Linked DNA regions of Gasterosteus aculeatus: region 1 is linked to region 2. The links are chromatin contacts, called in public Hi-C maps. All regions are on one chromosome and are shown on one strand. Each heading gives the region's core, a stretch centred on a gene start, on an enhancer-like site or on the middle of the called end of the contact. The rest is flanking DNA. Distances are from core to core; before and after follow the strand shown.

Region 1 (7,073 bases), core at 2,399-4,898, 40 kb after region 2:
ATAGTAAGTGCACTTTAAGAGGAAAACATACAACAATCCTCATCCTTTTATCAGCTGCTTATATGAACAAGCATGTTTAATATTGTGTTCACTTCATTGCGGTTCCCTCCAATTGTTTGACAATCAACATTAATATAACAGTATAGTAAAGTACTTAAAACACAACATAACCCTCAAGAGTCATAAATTATGAAAATCTTCACATTCATCTACGGAGCACCATTAAACCAAACAACGCTAACACTGCATTTCTAACTATCCTATGAAAAATACATTAACCAGAAATAAGCTATTAAATAGTACGGAGCTTCTGACCCCGTGGGAGGTAACCTTGAGTTGTTGGAACCTCTCGTTAAAAGGAAAACTACATAACGGATGGTCGGGGTAAAGCAAGTAACTTGCGATGGAAATAGCTCACGAACAATTTCACATATTCATGGTCCCAGTATGATGAATCCTACCCACTGCCTAACAGCAGGTCACTGTTTTCCCATATACTGTGAATTAACTCAACATTTACACAATAACTTGGCCCACTGGTCTTCTGGGCAAGACTCGCCCTGGGGAGCATTCAAGCACTAGGAATAGTCGGGTCCACGCGCCATGCATAACCTCAGGTGTGTGGCCACTTTGACCTGACCAATAGGCAGAGATGGGAAAAAATACAAAGCAAAGTGTAATTTGATACAAAAAATACCTCTCAAATAAATGTATTAAAGTAACATTCAAAAATACTGGTGCCAGAAAATGTAACAAAACAAATACATGTACTTTACAATATAGAAATACCTTTTCTGGATATATATATACCATGGTCCTTCTTGAATATCATCTTGCTGATACATGGCCAACTGTAGAATGTATGGACTAAAACAACTAAGAAAACTTTCATAATATGCCTTTTAAATAAAATACATTGAATATATATATTTATATTTAAACAAATGGACATCACGGCCTGGCTGTCTGTGAACTATACTATCTGCCAGTCATTTATTTGGCCTAAATGTGAGTATTTGCCAGTTACCACCATCGTGACTTGTGTGTGTGTCTGAGTGTGTGAATGTGATGAGGGTGAATTATAGTTTACTGCACTCCACATATTAAATCCGTGCCCACAGCGCATGTGCTCCATGTCAATATTGATTTTTAGGAGTTGGATAGAAAAGTCAGGACCCCTGTGTTATAACACGGTTGTTATTTAAAGAGGAAGACCTGGATGAGGATGTGTTGTTTGTCCTAAACTGTTATGAGCCACCATTTCTATTCACGGCTGGCAGATGCGCCTGGTGGCCTCGCTGAACAGTAGAGTTAGGGTTGACACGGTGAACTTAACAGTAATAACTGCGGCTGCACTCATTTTACTTTGGTGCTACACTCTGGCAGTCCTCCACCATTAGTGGCTTTTATGGTGTACACCGCGGATGACCCATCCATCACCGCATCCCTCCAAATATTTATTGTGATGTGAGCATTAGGGCCTGTTCCACTATTCACATCTGCAGTATTTGCCAAAAGAGGCAACTTGAGTGTAAATGTATTTTCACTCTAAGTTCCTGTAATGATTTTAAAGGCGTGGAACATTTTGGTGATTCTCTGACTTTTTGTCCATCATTGTAATCAAGTCAAAATATAAATGTGTGGATTAAATTAAGATACCGCAAAACTATTGAAATTGAAAATGAGCTTCAGTCGTAGTGCTAATTAGCTAATGTTAGCACTTTAACACACATTGAACCTGCTCTGCATGTTAGCGGTGGCGTTGGCGGTATACTGTATTCCTATTTATACTTCACTGTTGACCTAACCACCGGGGTGCACTGCCGCCTGTTTTGCGTCTAAATTGTTTTAGAATTGGCTTTATGTAGAAATGCAGGAATAGAAAAAGGTGGGAGAGACATTGAAGTAAGAAAGAGAGAAATAATCTGTAGCTGTCATAGGCGTGAGATCATATTGATGCACCGTTTTGTCCATTAGAAAGGCAGCTCGTGCATCATTCATAAGTCATTAAAAACTACTTTTTAAATACATCTGAGGCAAGTCGTAGCTTAACTCCCCGAGTGGCTCCAGCATTGTATGACAAAAGATTTTCGCTGGAGTCATGTTCTCTGACCCGTGACTCATCTGTGCTCATCACTCAGCGCAGCCTCTGTAGATGAGAAGGGTCATTTTCCTGCTTTAGATGTCACTTTAATCTACTTTACCTCTGTTCCCTGATAATGCCTCGTTCATCATAATATCTACAAAGCGTAGAGTGCGAAAGCGGGGGAGAGAGAGAGAGATAAAGAGAAGGAGGCGGGGAAAGAGTAAAATCCTTCTTTTAACTAAAGCAGCACTGCAAAGCTCAGTGTTGCCCTGGAAGATTAAGCATGAACTGCGCAAAAACGCCACTGGATTATATGACTGGGTTACGGAGAGCTGTCACATCTCCGCCAATGGCAGGGAGGGAGGGACGTAACTGGGACTAATAAAGTAAAAGTAAAGTTAGGAATATATTCTACTGTACTAAAACCCTTTATATCCCGGGTCGTCGTGGCGCAGGGGTTAGAGAAGGTGTGCTGGGAAGCACAAGGTTGGTGGTACGATTCCAGGCTGCCCCATGTTCCATGTCGAAGTGTCCCTGAGCAAGACACCTAACCCCTAATTGCTCCCCGGGCAAAAATGTGAAAAAGCCACGGGTTTAAAGTGTAATGTAAGTCGCTTTGGATAAAAGCGTCTGCTAAATGACCTGTAATGTAATGTAATGTAATGTAATATCTTTGGGCCAGGGCAGGGGTGGGACATGAGGCCTCAGCCAGGCAAAGGCTTGTGCTCCCGGCTTGTGGAGGAGGCCCAGTCGAAACGCCTGCGGATGTGCATCCAGGGTGCCTGGCAGGAAATGGATCTGCCAGGCCGGCCCAGTTTTACCGACCCGCACACCGCAGTCTCGGCCCATGTAAAATAACCCAATGTCGGTCCATAGCTCCATAGCATTAACCGGCTGGACTTTTTAAAATATATTACCTGGGGCGCGGTGCTCTTCAAAGGCGGGTTGAAGGGGTTTAGTCCGGTGTGGGGGGGGGGCTTAAGTGTGGGGGCCCGGGACCGCCGGGGAGTGAGTGGTGTTTAGAGTCTGACTTAGGTGCTCCTTTTTGGGTCAACTGTTAAATGTGAAACAAAGTCCTGATGTTATTTCAAATGTATTTCCTACAATGACTGCTATATGAAACTGCAAGACCTTCTTTGCTGAAATGAGATGTGGAATAAAGCCTATATATATAGGATACTTTCCACCAAAGAGAAAGCCTGTGAGGAAAGTGGCTCAAAGATCTTATTAATCCCAGAATAAACTGAATTATGTCCCTAAATGTATTCATTTATATGCAGAAAAAAGGTGTGAATTTATGTGATTGAGTGCGACACAGAAGCATGGTGACTTTCAGGCTTTAGTTTGGCTGCCAAGCTCAGGAGCAGTATGGTGGCCGCTCTGTCATGGAAATGCTTCCCACATATCCATTCATCTCTCCCCTACTGTCTTTCTTGTTCTGTGTCTCTGGGCAGGTAAAAATAATCCTTATATCCAGCCTATTAGTTACAGAGGATTAGACCCTTGGCAGAGATGGGAGGTGAACAGAGAAAGAGACACATTAAATAGCTACAGCGTTATGTGGTGATATTCAGTCCCCACAAGCAAAAGTTTCTCTGTGTGTAGATATCTAGATACATTTTAAAGGAATGGAAAACACTTCCAGCGGAAAGTTTGTGGCCTTACGCGCAATGAGACTGTAAGATATGTCATAACATAGCCGTATGCCAAAAGAATGATAATTGTCTGTGTTGAAGTTTCTGTTTGCTGCTGTGTATGTTCGGAAAAAGGAAACAGTCTGCCCCCCCATCTTGAACTGGTGGTCTAGTGGTTAGTCTTCGTAGTCGCTGCCGGCCACCTGCCACTAGGGTTGACCTTCATGTGTGTGTGTATAAAAGCTCAGTACTTTTACTGCTTGGAAAACCTCATCTCCACAGAGCGCTATAATACATGCTCGTGTACTTGACCTCCTGCATGCAAGCAATAAATTGACTTTTACAACTTTGATCATTCATAAAGACTGTTTTTATCAGACAAACATTGAAACAATGAAACAGTTACAATAAAATATTCCACAACAAGACGCGCTTTTGCTGCAGGAAAATGCGTCTGCAGTGATACTATATGTGCTTTTGTCATGTATGCATTTGTATATGAGCCAGAAAGCACTTGCTGTCTGAGAGCAAACCCTTCAGTCTTGTACAGAATCCCTGATGAATTGCAGACTCTCGCCAACTTTATTATCAGTGTGGATAGAGATCTCTCCACCTCTAACCCTTTCAGAAGCTCATTCGAAAGTCAAGACTCATCTATTGGCTTTTGATCTAATTAAACAACGTGGAACTGCGATGAAAAGAATGGAGCAGCCATTACCTGACTCCATTAGCTACGAGCACGGAATAAAGAAATTGCTCGGCTGAGGAGCGATTCAGCCTTACTATTTCTGCTCCTGCAGCAGCCGTTAAGAAATATCTTTTCATTCAAATCAATGGCCTGAGGAAGAACAGGTATCCCTCTGTTTTTACATTGAAACAGAATGACATGTGCCTCCTCTGCTGGTCATTTGAGTTATTGCAATGTGGCACATCGAAATACTGAAAACACTTCTTCGTTTTTGAGCCCTTTTCGTCAGAAAACGTTCATTGTTATTTTACCAAATGACGTGATGTCATTTTTTGTTATTGCCAAGCATGATTACACTGCCATCAGTTTTCGTAATATATTTATAGCCCCTTGTGTTCAGATTCAAAATTCAGTAATCATTGAACACATCATATGAGTCATTTCCAGCAGGCGGGCGGCGTCGATGAACATTGCCAGTGGGTAAATTAGGGGGCAGCAGTTTTCTAAGATGAGAAAAGTTGAGCAGAGCAATTAGGATAGAAAGACACATTCCCTCAGTGGGAAAACATGACGTTGGAGATGCCGGTGGATTGTAATAATGTTTACAGTCCAAGCTATTAACTCTAATTTGTAATGCTTGGAAACAAGGCGCCTTTGCTCAGTTGAGTTCATAATATTAGCGACATTTAATCACATGAAGCTTTCATTCAAGTTCTTGACCCGGTTCCATGGTTTCACTTTGGGAGTCAATGACAGGAACACAGAATAGACTGTCACATCTTTTCACTCCATCATCGGCAGTTTGGCCGGTTTGTGCTGTGTTGAGAGGATCATTTACAAAAAATACAACAATACAAAAGATGAATTATTCTCCATTACAAATGAAAGCGTCATCAACACATTTGGAGTTGATGCATCAATATGTCAAGTGCATTCCCCTGTATGCCAGTAATGGAGCTTTTGTATATACAGTTTAGTATTCCAGGCCAGGTCTCTCCAAAGGGTCATGAGATAAACCTGAGGGGCCACCTGATGGGTAATGGGAGAGCGAGAACTAAAGAACAAAATCCTTCTCAATTTGTGTTTTTTCACAATTGGTGCAAGTAAAAGACAGCCGAGTGCTGTCATAACCAATAGAAGGAGTGGACTTACAACGAGACAGTCGGCATGATCACTCTCTGGTACTAAATATCCCCCAACGAGCCACTCTGATGATTTAAAACATCATTTAGTAGTCAGTGGGTTTTCAGTGGATTGTGCTTGTAGAGCAGAAATTAATGGATATTAGCTGGCTTCCTAAAATTGATCGCCGGTAAAGATTGAGGAAAGGAGGTGATTGCAAACAATTAAATACTTAAATGATCTTGAACGTATGGCATGAAGCCCCATCATCATGCTTAATTACGCAACAGATCTATTATTTAACATTACACGCATACTAATGATACTAAAATGATGGAAGTGTCAGAACCGGACGGGAAGTAGGACTCAGACGCAGAGTAGGTGTATACGATGACCGTTTTATTCGCACAGAGAACAAATAGGTCCAAGACATAAAGTCACTCCAAGGGAGGGAACAAGGCTACTTAAGTTAACCTCACTGAGACTTGACGCCGGACAAAAGAGCAACAACGAAAAATCACTCGAACGAGGTGAAAACTATGATCATGAGACTAAACTAACTATGGCACGGTAAACTACGGTCACGAGACTAGACTAACTATGGCACAGTAAACTATGGTCACTAGACTAGACTAACTATGGCACGGTAAACTATGGTCACAAGACTAAACTAACTATGGCACAGTAAACTATGGTCACTAGACTAGACTAACTATGGCACGGTAAACTATGGTCACTAGACTAGACTAACTATGGCACGGTAAACTATGGTCACTAGACTAGACTAACTATGGCACGGTAAACTATGGTCACTAGACTAGACTAACTATGGCACAGTAAACTATGGTCACGAGACTAGACTAACTATGGCACAGTAAACTATGGTCACGAGACTAGACTAACTATGGCATGGTAAACTATGGTTACGAGACTAGAGTAACTATGGCACGGTAAACTATGGTCACGAGACTAGACTAACTATGGCACGGTAAACTATGGTCACGAGACTAGAGTAACTATGGCACGGTAAACTATGGTCACGAGACTAGACTAACTATGGCACGGTAAACTATGGTCACGAGACTAGACTAACTATGGCACGGTAAACTATGGTCACGAGACTAGAGTAACTATGGCACGGTAAACTATGGTCACGAGACTAGACTAACTATGGCACAGTAAACTATGGTCACGAGACTAGACTAACTATGGCACAGTAAACTATGGTCACGAGACTAGACTAACTATGGCACAGTAAACTATGGTCACGAGACTAGACTAACTATGGCACAGTAAACTATGGTCACGAGACTAGACTAACTATGGCATGGTAAACTATGGTTACGAGACTAGAGTAACTATGGCACGGTAAACTATGGTCACGAGACTAGACTAACTATGGCACGGTAAACTATGGTCACGAGACTAGACTAACTATGGCACAGTAAACTATGGTCACGAGACTAGACTAACTATGGCACAGTAAACTATGGTCACGAGACTAGACTAACTATGGCACGGTAAACTATGGTCACGAGACTAG
Region 2 (6,187 bases), core at 392-2,891:
CATGGCGGGACCGCCGCGGTGACCTACAGCTATACTAATAATAGTATAATGTAGTAATAGTAATAGTAATTTAGTAATACTACAGAGACGTTATTGTATGTGCTGTTCCTGAAATCCATCTTTTTTTGCGAGGACTGTAGAAAATTAGCTGAGGTTGACGATTTGAGACCTGGGCTCAGGCCCAAATCCAAACTTACCTACGCTTCATTGTTTTCATTGGAAGAACGGAGGTGGTATGTGCAGGTCCAAAAGGATCCGCCTTCTCCTGAAGGACTATTAATAGCTCATTCGCAGTATTAGTCCAGCATTTATTATTAGATTACTGGACCGATTGCCGTTGATATGTGGAGCAAAAGTCAATTTGTGCCCAGAGGAGGACACTGATCGACCTTTCCTCTTAGCGAGGCATCTCGCCATCCAGTAGATTGTCTGGTGGTCTTAATGGCTCCTGAACATTTTCTCGTGCACCACCAACAGGTCGTACGTTTACCTTTCTCCCGATCAGATTTTCCCCCCGGCTGAGGGCTTGTGGTTTTTTGGAGTAGGGTGGACTTTGCATTGGCTAGACTGCCTCGGGATAATTTGTAAAAGCTTTGATGAACCTTGAACCTTTCAGTCCAGGAGTCTGCATATTTAGTGCTGTAGGTTACACAGGGGAATGTTGTGTGCACAGGATTATCATTACATGTACTGTTGATAATTACAATGCAATTTGAAAAGGTCTTTATGCAGAGTTATCTAAGAAATATTCTCCCTTCCATCGGCCCACTGGGCAACGGTAGAGACACTCTCTCTTTTAACAAAATGCACAGTGACAAAGCAGAAAAGGCCGCCATATGCCAGGCTGCCAGTCAGTTTTTACATTTAGCCAAGTCAGATCTGGCAGCGTGAACATGTTTCGTTGGGCACGGCGTTGTAAACAGTCTGGCATGCAAGGTAACATACACCCCCCCTTCTCTCTTCAATTGTCTTTTTAACATCAAGGGAAATGTTGCCAAGCAGAGGCTATGATTAGAATAAAGTCTTCTTTGAGTCAGCTTTATGGCTAAATTTAGATTCTTGTACATGGGATTGGGATTGAAACATAGGAACTGGATTAGTGCCTTTCAAACCTGACCAGCTACTGTACAAATTTAACTTAGCTATGGGACAAACACAGGCTGTCCGAAGGCATGTCCTAAGTAATCAACTAAGTGAGCAGTCCAACCACAGCTCTAGTTAATCAGATAATCAGGGCTAATCGCCAGTTAATTGATTCAAACAGCAGCAGCGACCTACAGTTAACATTTTCCTCATCTTAACCATATGCCACATATGGACATGTGGAGAAGTCAGAGAGCTCGATCGGACCCTTGTCAGGTGATCAGAGATTATATTTCCCATCCAGGGTATTAAAGGGCATTTCCAGGTGGGTACCAGTGACTAAACCATCTTAAACCATATTATTATCATCAGCAGCTCCAAAAAACATTCTGCAGAGATGTGGAGACCAATCTTTTATATCCACTCCACACACCGGTGTGTGTGTGTGTGTGTGTGTGTGTGTGTGTACATCCCTGTTTCTGAGCTCAACACTACCCCCTATGTTCCTCTATTGAATGTAGTTTGCATCGCGCAGCAATGGCTGGGCTCTGTAGCCATAGCAACAGCTGCCGATGAGTACAGTCGGTGACGGTGGCAGCCAGTCATGGACTGCTGCCCTCATCTGGACAAAGACAGTGTTACAAAAACAAAGGAGAGATCTTCCAAATAGAAAGAGATAGTGAGCCACACTGATATCCTCAGTATGAATCAGAGCAGTGTGACTTTAGCAGACAAGCATTACAAAAACAACCACGTGGATCTACATGTATGCAGGACCCAAATTGTCTATTCCCACAAAGGGAAATCAGTTGCAAACAGGGATGTGATTTCCCTTGAAACAGCCAAAACAAACTCAAATGGCATAATGAACAGAACCCGATCCTCCGCAACCGTGACGTGTACTAGTTGGGGTTTCTTGACAGAAAATGCTTCAAAATTCATAATGGAATCGACAGAAGACATGAAGAATCCAGTGTCTTAGGTGTTCGATAGTGGGGGGTTTTAATCTACGAGCTGCTGCTGAGTGTTAATTGTGAATTAGGCACGTGACCAATGGATATAATCACTTTGACTCTTGAATCAAACACTCATGTCCATCCTTTGTTAGCTGTTCCTTGTTGAGACTCGATCCAAGACGGTCACGGTTAAATTACCGGTGCTGCGTCAGAGTGTGTATACGGTTGTGTGTCCTAGTGCGGCTCGCCTGTTGACTAAGTTACAGATTGCTTTCATTGATCGTAGTCCTCCACACCAGAGGATTAATTGCAGCACCAACAGCCACAGTAGAGGCGGCAGTATTCCCGCTGCGAGCAGACAGAGGACTGAGAGGAGCCGACGTGGGACTTTTTATGGTCCGACCATACGCGTGTGTGTGTGTGTGTATATCCATATGTGTGCAGATATTTATCCATTATTCGCACAACTCGAGCGCCTATCTAATTTGGCAAACATCAGCATCCGCTAACTAAGGACTCCGCCACTATAAATAACCACAACACATCAGCCGCATTATGATTTGCGGCTGCTGAACAGAATACTAGAAGATCTCCGCGCTATTTAATATTCTTCTGATGATAAACTTGTGAACGAGAGGATCCATCATCCACTAACACAGGATTTCAACAGTAAATCTATACAAAGAGCAGACCAGTGGGAGCCCATCACTGCATAACACACTTAAGGGACAGTTCTCCTCCTTTGGTGCTATTTATCAATCTAGATTGTTTTTGTGTGAGCGGCATAGTTATGAAAATGTGCCTGTAACTCAAAATCATCCACAAACCTTATCGTATGCATCATATCTCATCTAGTCCCGTTATACTGGAGATACAACTGATGTCCCTACGGTGGACACCAAAATCCATCTGGACTGATAAATAAAACCACAGGTAACAGGACAAATATGCTTTTTTGCTCAAATGTGGAACGTGCAAACCTCTTCAAATGACACTCAGAAAATCCACACATTACAACTGTAGATTACTCTACATTCACTTCTCGTATCAGCCTATACGGTACATGTTTGTGTATATCTAATAAAACAAACTAAAAGGCATTGCAAATGAATGTAATATGTGAGAATATTACGGTCTTTAAATAAGTATTACACCACTGATAAGTATTTCTCCTCATTGACGGGTGCCATTTTTGAGACCAATGGGAGCGTAAGTCTCACGTGACATATGCGTAGGGGGCATCAGCACTTCTACACAGACGGGAGGCGGGGCAAATAAAAACAGCAGAGGATGACAAGAAAAGGTACAACTGAGAGGGAACAGATTTTGAGGGAGGGAGAGAAGGTTGATATGATCAGAAACTAATAGGTTTGCAGTGAGTGACAAATGTGACAGCAAAGGCCTCAGTGTGTGTGTGTGTGTGTGTGTTCAAAGGGAAGACATTTAGACAGTGATTAGGAGACGCCCCGAGATTAAACCTTCACACACTTCAACAGTCGTTTAGCAAAGTGCTCTTCAAACACAACCCAAGAGGCACGCGTCAGCAAAAGGATCAAGCATCGGAAATATACCATCAATACAAGCAGGGCTCCTCTGAATTTAATTAAAGCATCGAATCCAATAGGAAAATAGGGTATTTATCTACTTGAAATGAAATGTATTTATGTACGGTATCATTTAAACACCACTAAGGGTAACTTAGGCCCGCACTAAAAAAAACAACAAAGTCGACATAAGGGACATATCTTGATAACAATTATAGCTGACATGCATGTGTGAAGTTGGTAAACCTTATGATACATTTAAGACTATAACGCTTCCAACGCAAACTAAAACGTTTGTGTCATTTGGCTTTCTTGAATAGTCTGTTCTCTCTTGATTCTTGTTGTTCTGGGGTCTCTACCCTCTTGGTCGAATGCACTTATTTTAAGTTACTTTGGATAAAAGCGTGTGCTAAAGACAAACTATTCAAGTTCCATATCCTCAATGCCAAAATGCAGACAACTACAGGCACTCAAGGATCAAACATCACATTTAAAAGCTCAAATGTATTCAGATTAAAAGCAATCTCGAGAGAAGACGCCACACTAACATAAATAAATAAAGGACAGCAGCTACGGGTTACTACAGCAGCGTGTGACTAAAGTAAACACCTCAAGAGAGCTGAGAGATGCCACATCATAATACCTCCTGGCCCCCCTACCCCCCCCAACCCCTTCTCCTTCTTGTCAAGATAAATCGGCAACTGCTGGGGTGTAATCAGAGGCCGCCTGCTACGTCACCCCCACTCCCACTGTGGGGGAACGCTGTGCTGACAGACCGACCGCTGGTCACAGCCGGGAGACGGAGCGCTGCGATGGAGGCACAGACACAACGGGAGGAAAAGACACAGAAACTAAGGGCAGGGGAGATGAAGACGGCCTGTCAGGGGGACAGAGGTGAGGATGACAAATAGAGACCAAAGAGGTAGGGAGTGACCAATTAAAGGGAGAGGTGGGAGGACGAGATGGGAGGCTTCATGGAAGTGTGTGTGTGTGTGGGGGGTGAGCTCGTTAATTCTGCCACTAGAGGGCAGATGTCACTCATTAAGAGTGAGGGACAGCATGCTCTCCCCCTACGTGTGTTTACGTTTCAGTGAATACTGGAGGGTTCAGCGGAGGCCGGAGTGGGAGAGCGGTTGTTGTCCTGTGGGTGTGGAAACGTGTTCCTGTATGCTAAAGCTGATTAGCAGTGCTGTGATCGGAGCACAGATCATGCAGCAAAGAAACAAAATGGCTACACGGAGGAAAAGAAACTTCCCAGCACTACAAGCCTGCTCAATGAATTTGTCAATTTTTAAGAATTATTCAGAGCTCAAAATATTGTTTTATTATGTCCTGCATTTGTCGGAGCAGCAGTGCAAATCCCACCAATATTCAATTAGTCACCATCCCAAAATGTTTTTCTCAACTTATCGGTTCATCTAAAGATTGCATTATCAATACTATTGTTACTTATTTATTTTCTTACAGATATTGGTAACTAATCAGCACTGATCTCAGCCAGAAGCAGACTATTTTATGCCGTCCTCATTTTCATTGCCTCTACCTGTCTTATGTAATTTCATAGTAACCCCCCCCCCTCCACACACACACACACACACACACATACACACACACACCCCTTGCATTCTCAAAACACGTATTTCCTTCTCTCATCCACACCCCTTGAGCTGCTGTCATCTTCTTCAGTCCATCCTTCCGTCTGTGCGTCTCCGTCCTGCAGAGTGAGGGCATAACCGACCCACTTTCCTGCCCCCGTCACCCCGTTCCACTGCTGACTCAAGACGCGTTCAACATGCTGTGTGGATGCACCACTACAGCCATGCATCCGCGTTGATGCGGATGAATACGTTCGACAACGCGCGCTTACAAAAGGGACACTCAAACGCACCACATCTGCTCGGTGATCTAATTTTAGATGCAGGATGGGAGCACAGTACAATGGAGCACGAACAGAAGTAGAGGAAACTCTATCCATCATGTCTGACAGGACATGAAAACAAAATGAAAAATGCACGCATCATTTCCGGCTTCGTCCATAATCGTCATCGGAAGGTAAGGGAAGTAAGATGACACTTTCAATCCCCAATCAGGAGCAGCATCTTTCACAAACAACATTTTCTGCCGTTGACACAGAGAAGAAACTAGTGAAAAATTGAGAAAATACAAAGCAAAAACATGCGTATGAGTGTACACACACACCTCCATTCAAAGCTGTGTGTTTCAGGGTTGTGGGCTAATGGGGCAGCAGTCACTGCTGGTTACGTCTACAGTTGTTTCTGGGTCAGCATCAGGCAGCACTCATCCAGCGCTGCATCCCCTAACAGCTGACTCCAGGCCAGACACAGAGGCAGGCCTAAACACACACACACACACGCACGCACACGCACACACTATGGCTACAGCTGTAGTGCTACCTTGCAACCAGCAGGGAATGGTGTACTTCTTGTAAAGGAGAGATTTACTTCTTCATCAATAACATAACAAATGCTCTATAATGCACTATAAGATGCTTTTGGCCTATTAACATGCTGCATGGACCCAAATCACCCAGAAACACACACACGACGAGCTTGGGAACAGCTTCAGTGTCAGTATACAGAGGAC

What was found. A called contact is a pair of places that touch in the nucleus more often than the background predicts.
Region 1: a contact with region 2 is called in a Hi-C map of liver, with 6 times the contacts expected there. The contact joins two enhancer-like sites. A contact is called at or near these places in 4 of 6 Hi-C or Micro-C datasets (liver, skeletal muscle, tail fin and 1 more).

Annotation. Positions count from the first base shown.
Region 1 is chr17:16,030,048-16,037,120 of fGasAcu3.hap1.1, forward strand. No RefSeq gene overlaps it. Among protein-coding and RNA genes, the nearest start is that of magi1b, 4.9 kb to the left of the region's middle. Within about 2 kb of position 3,649, at least 1 of the 9 cell types and tissues checked has open chromatin away from gene starts, as enhancers often do.
Region 2 is chr17:15,992,525-15,998,711 of fGasAcu3.hap1.1, forward strand. The region is part of intron 1 of magi1b (membrane associated guanylate kinase, WW and PDZ domain containing 1b); the gene reads right to left. Among protein-coding and RNA genes, the nearest start is that of magi1b, 33 kb to the right of the region's middle. Within about 2 kb of position 1,642, at least 6 of the 9 cell types and tissues checked have open chromatin away from gene starts, as enhancers often do.